Linked DNA regions of Mus musculus: region 2 is linked to region 1. The links are chromatin contacts, called in public Hi-C maps. All regions are on one chromosome and are shown on one strand. The core of a region is the stretch at or near the end of the contact, and the rest is flanking DNA. Distances in the headings are between cores, read along the strand shown.

Evidence for each region. Hi-C and Micro-C count contacts between places; a contact is called where the count stands out from the background.
Region 2: a Hi-C map of uterus shows a contact between it and region 1, with 2.8 times the contacts expected there. The contact joins two enhancer-like sites. A contact is called at or near these places in 2 of 15 datasets of contacts at CTCF or cohesin (large pre-B cells and pro-B cells), 36 of 484 Hi-C or Micro-C datasets (3T3-L1-derived adipocytes, B cells, the Ba/F3 cell line and 28 more), 3 of 115 datasets of contacts at active chromatin or transcription factors (bone marrow-derived dendritic cells, large pre-B cells and trophoblast stem cells) and 1 of 9 other capture datasets (liver).

What each region holds. Positions count from the first base shown.
Region 1 is chr14:72,562,704-72,565,640 of GRCm38.p6, forward strand. Fndc3a (fibronectin type III domain containing 3A) reads right to left here. Exons shown (of 26, transcript NM_207636.2): 15 at 1,903-2,041; 16 at 781-849. Among named protein-coding and RNA genes, the nearest start is that of Gm30500, 72 kb to the left of the region's middle. Within about 2 kb of position 1,433, at least 7 of the 459 cell types and tissues checked have an H3K27ac peak or open chromatin away from gene starts, as enhancers often do. A contact at or near this core is called in uterus, where this site is marked.
Region 2 is chr14:72,999,044-73,001,980 of GRCm38.p6, forward strand. No RefSeq gene overlaps it. Among named protein-coding and RNA genes, the nearest start is that of Gm41208, 14 kb to the right of the region's middle. Within about 2 kb of position 1,433, at least 12 of the 459 cell types and tissues checked have an H3K27ac peak or open chromatin away from gene starts, as enhancers often do. A contact at or near this core is called in uterus, where this site is marked.

The DNA.
Region 1 (2,937 bases), core at 183-2,682:
GGGTAATATTTGAAATGCAAATAAAGAAAATATCTAATAAAAAAAGAAAAAAGAAATAAAAAACAAAAACAAAAAAAAGTGTGTATGTAACTTGTCAGAAACAATTCAAGCCTAACTTTATGTTTCCTGGAAAAGATTTAATTTTCTTTATGCACGTGGTCTACAACACAAATCTGAATGGCTTTGTTGAACTGAAATATCTCTGTACAATCTTTGGCTTAGACTGGTAATTTGTTTTTAATTAAGCATATTAAATGTGTCTCCTGGCCCAGTAATAACAAAGAATATAAAGGATCAGTATCATAACACATTTAATCATAATTTTAAGACCTTTCTTTGCAGTAAGCGTGCCTTTTATAGAAATAAAATCTGATGAACAGGTGACTCAAGCATAAAGTTCATATGTCATAAAAACCTTAATTAGGGCTAACCTCCAGAGACTAGTTTTCCTCTAGTACACATGGGTATAAGCCTTACTTAATAAACTACTCTTTAATAAAAACATTAAATATATAGTATCTAAAAATGAGTCTGGATATGCTAGGTTTAAACAATATAAACATGAAAAAAAGAATGAAAGAAAACATAATAGAGGCTGACATTTGACCCACTGTATTTCCAGAGGTCACTATCTGAAGTGCATCATAATGGGCATAATCATAGCTGCCACAAACACCCTCACCCCTGCCATCACCAAATCAAGGACAATTTGCAGCGCAGCAAAACTGTGTTTATGTCAGCAAACAGAACATGTCTATCAGCTGTACTGGCTATACTTACCATTAGAACCTTCTGCCATCTCCACCACGTACTTATTGATGGGTGCCCCTCCATTGTCTTTTGGTGGATCTATCACAAACAAAAGTGGTATTATGGAAATCCCAATAGACAGAATACAAAGACAGATAGTTATAGGGGGAAAAGAATTACCTGAAACAATTACTATTCACACATCCTTTGTCTACTCTGCTGTCAGCGTTTTTCAATTAATATATCAGTCTTCCTACTGAACCTACCCATATAAAGTTGACTCTAGGGGCTGGTGAGATGGCTCAGAGGGTAAGGGCACTGACTGCTCTTCCTAGAGGTACTGAGTTCAAATCCCAGCAACCACATGGAGGCTCACAACCACCCATAATGAGATCTGACGCCCTCTGCTGGCGTGTCTGAAGTCAGTTACAGCGAACTTATGTATAATAAAAAATAAATCTTAAAAACAAAACAAAACAAAAAACAGTTGAGTCTATAACAATTTTAGTGGCTGCACAACATTCCATTCATGTAGCTCCAAAGGGAACTTGAAGTTTGTACTTGTCATATGGTGACTTTTTCAACTGTCTCCAAGGCAGGATTGCCCATATGTAAGTGGGCAGATGTTCTGCAAATGTTCCATTTTGTTGTTGTTGACTTGAGAGCCAAGATGACGCAATGCTGCTGGCTCCATGTTGAGCAATCTCTCTTTCACAGGAAGCTGACCCTGTCTATCCTCTTACAGCAGCCTCCCTCCCACCCACCTAGTTCTTTTAGTGTCAAACCTAGTCAGTATCTGTGAGCACAGCTTTCCACAGATACTGTGTCCATCAACAGTATCCCTTTCTTCTGAACAACTCCTGTGAGTCTGCCTTTTGTCCCATAGGAAGGTGCTACAACATCTAACAACACACACGATGAGCCATTGTCTGCGCATGGCTTAAAATAACAATAATTTATCCATCTGGACATTTACATCCACAAAACAGGAACTTGAGTTTTGAACTAGTTGCTTATGGATTTTCTTCTTCTCTTCTAAGGATGAATGGGAAAAATTTCTAGCAACAGGTACAGTTTTATTTTCACAAGGCTGGTCTTAAAGAAAAGTTCATATTTAAATTATTTTTATCAAACACAAAATGAACATCTTACCCCAAGTAATTTTAAAGCCGTGCGAGTGTATCTTCCCTTTAACTGAAGGCTTCACAGGTACTCCTGGTTTATCAGGGCAGGTACTGAATTCCACCACTTCGCTAGGATTGCTTTTACCTTCTGAGTTATAAGCAATGACCTGAGAACACAAAGATCTAATGTTCATTACCTGATAACACATTGAATCAAGCAGTGAGCAAAACACAAGCTCAGTGAAATGACTAAACACTTTGAAACTGAGAAGTCCTCTCTGTTGGAGAACTGTGTGTCTTCACATTAAGTGTGCTTGTAATTGACAGCCCTAAGTTATTCCCAATAGTTTCCTCTGATGTAAAGAGTACAGCAGAAATGCCCTAGGCATATTATGGGAAAGTATCTGTGGTGAGATCTGAGGGCCCAGGGAGGAACCAGGTGAGTGAACTTGGAAGTCAACACCTTTCAAATGATTCCACTTCAGAAGTCTTTAAATCTGAACCACTGGTTCCTGGATTCCTAGCCAACAGAAGCTACAAGATAACAAATACTTATTTCCAGGAAGGAAAAAAATGAGATAGATTTTAACACAGAAATGAAAAAAAAAATTCAATCTGGGAGTCATTTTGATTTTAGAAATGATGCCCACATTTTCACCTTGTCATGAACTATGTAATTATGAATGAGAATTTTAGTAACTCCAGCATTCTAAGTAACAACTGGCCTGTGAGAACCTAGTCAAAGACAGTGCTCTGTCTGACTTTCTTGGGTCTTTGCATTGCTCTCACACATCCAGGTAACTTTCAGCATCCCACTATAATTTTAGGTTTGTTTCTACTAACTGTAATTATTAAATAATTCAAGTACTGGGCAAATTTAAGAGCCAAAATATATCCTAGAGTGATGCCATAGGAAGAAAGATGAGTTCCAGAACTTTCCATAGAAAAATTTCAATCCGTCACTACTGCCAACAAGCAAGTGCCACAAGGTTGAATTATAAAGTAAGGCATCACCACTTAGCACCATCAGTCACAACAAGAACAGACCCAGGCAAGGGTTGTC
Region 2 (2,937 bases), core at 183-2,682, 440 kb after region 1:
ACTGAGCACATGCAAGCTCTGTACAGTGAGTTACGGGTTTGAACACTGTATAACACTACTCTTGTGCTAATGCTATTTGTGGACATACTGCTGTATGATCAATAAACTAGAAACCCTTGGGCCAGGCCCAAACATCTAGATACAGCCTGAGGCCCCAGCTAGCCAGAAGAAGCCGTGGCCTGGACAGGGAGGAGGTCTGAAGGGCCAAAACTCGAGTGGACATCAGCCTCAGGCATGAACTTCCTCTAAGACACTGGAAAACAAACATGGAAAATTGGTTTGCAAGGTCCCGTGGATACTGAAGGGCCTTGAGCATGTGGCTCTGATAGGCCTTGATCTTCTCCCTTGTTCTCTCTGCCTTGCCAATAAAAAAAAAAAAAAAAAAGAATTCTATTCCTAAAGCTAGCCATCAAGGACCATTCCCTTATTTAGCCATTTCTTCCTCCTGAGGCTGACTGCCAAGGTTCAGCTCTCAAGGTATTGGAAATCCAGTAATGAAAAGCCCCCTTTTGACACATGTAGTTAATATGCCCAGTTACAATTAAACACCTCATCCTAAAACAGGGTTTCCCCCTTTACCTTTATAAACCACCACTTTCCTATGGGCCATGTCTGTCTCCTCTCTAACCAGAGGCAGTCCTTTGTTCCCCAGAACAAATACCCCTTCCCCTCTCATTTGTCTCCTTCCCCTTCTCCTCCTCCTCTTTGTCTCTCATTCCCTGCCCTCTGTCCCTGTGGGACAGACAAATCTCCTTGGTGCTGAGAACTTGGTCTTGGGGGGTTCCTGAGCCAATAACAATGTCTAAAAGACACACATGCAAGGCCCTGGCTAGACCCTACACAAAGGGCCTTCTACCTTGATGGAACTGTTTGAGTGGCATCTACTTCTGCTCTGGGGTCTCTCTCAGACCACTTTCCAGAATGTAAGAAAAAGAAAGGTATCTATCTCCTGCCTGGAATAGCCCCCCCTTCCCACTGTCTCGGTCTGTTGGCTGCAAACTCCTGGGCTGTGTTTTACTGAGAGACTCACCTTTGACCAGAGAATTCTTCGGTGTGGCCTGGCATATCTATTAGTTTACTCCAGAGGGGTGTGTTCACGATGTTAGGATGTCAAAGAAAAGACAGTGATTTTTTTTTCAGAAGCTGCTGGCAAAGGGGATATGGCTAGCAGCTATCAAGCTCTTGAAATATGAAAATTAATTAAATTCAATTTGGAGAATGAGAATCATCACTTCAGATAAGGATACTGTGATAAATAATGCCTTCAGTAAGAAAAGCACTCCTTGCCGTGCCTCCAGGGTCTCATTCTGAGGCTCGCTGAAATGCAAACAAACGAACGAACGAACAAACAGAGTTTATGAAACAAATTGTATTAATGACAACAAGCCAGTCTCGGGCTCCAACACAATCCAGCAAGGGCTGGAGGCCAAGATCTGTGGAGTTTGTCTCAGGAGCCTCTGCCCAAAGCCACAGGGTTGGGAAAAAAAAGATGAGAGGCACAAGAATGCCCCACAGCTCCCCCTAGTGTTGGTGTCTGGTATTCCACCTGAGCCCAGACTTATTTGTAATTAGTAAACTGATTTTTTTCCCTTTCAGCAGGACTCCTTAACAGTAATCAAACACTACATCGCGCACCCACGAGATCCTCTCACTCCTCTACGCTGAGAGTCTTTTTATTTTATGATAGTTGTCTTAAACCAAATGAGGAGGACGAGACGATGAACAGACGGACCTGCCCAAGAAACCAAGATCGGGGATGGGAATGCGATAGATAATCCCTTATTTAAGGAAAACAATCCTCTCCATGTCTCAGGTGCCTCATTTTGAGAGTTTCCGAAATGCAAACGACAACAGCAAAAGAGTTGTTGCTGGGTACTTGTCTAACATGGCACTGAGTAAACCGGATGTGGTGGCTCGTGCCTAAAATCCCACGACCTGGGTGGTTAAAAGCAGAGGGATTAGGAGTTGGAAGTCATCCTCGACCACATACTGAATTAGAGGCCAACCTAAGATATACAAGACTCTGTCGTAGACAAAGCAATGAATGAATGAACGAGTGATTGAACGGATTTGATGTCTTCTTTGCTAGTTTTTGTGGATGGGGACAAAATTAAAATTTGTTTCTTCTCCAATAAAGCTGGAGTAACCCATGTGTCTGCTTCTCAGAGCTACAAAGATTAAATCGGATCAGCCAGGTGCTGGCCACCACACCTCCCAGTATGCAGCACAGGCTGGGTAACCTTGGTTACTGTTTCTGCCTCCTTCAACGGCCCGCTGAGGCCAGACCTCCTCCTGAGAAGACCACAGACACTCTCCGCCCCTCCCTGAGGATGCCAGAGTACCTCTACTCCTATGCCCCATCCCACTACTCCTCAGTTGAAAGTCTTTACCTGGCCCGAGGTTGCTGGACTTATGCTTGCCCCTGTGTGCTAATCAACACGACCAAATGTGTCACGCGTCATTCCCACAGCCTAGGTAATGGCAATGAGACCTTCCATGACCCTGGCCCAGCTCAGCTGCCCTGAAGGTATGCCAGCAGGGTTCCTGCTTCTCAACCCACTCTCGAGATCTGTTCTCTCAGAGCTGGTCCTTCCCACCTTGGGATCCCTAGGATGAGACTGGATGATCGCATCAAGCTGGAGAGAGCATGCTAACTCTCCTTCCACTCTGGGCAGTATCTGTGCCAACTCAGGTTCCTCCAGGGACACCAATCCAGTTTAGCACTTGCAGACTCTTTTGATGAGTTAGATATGGTGATAAACTTGGGTGACAGACAGGAAAATCAGAAGTTCAGGTCCAGCCCAGGCTATAGCATAAGATCCAACCTCAAAGTCTGGTGGAAGACAAATCCATTGTTACAGCACTTGCTTCATTTGTTAGCCTGAGTTTGATACCCAAGTGTGGCGGTTCCCACTTACAGTTGTAGTATTAAGGGGT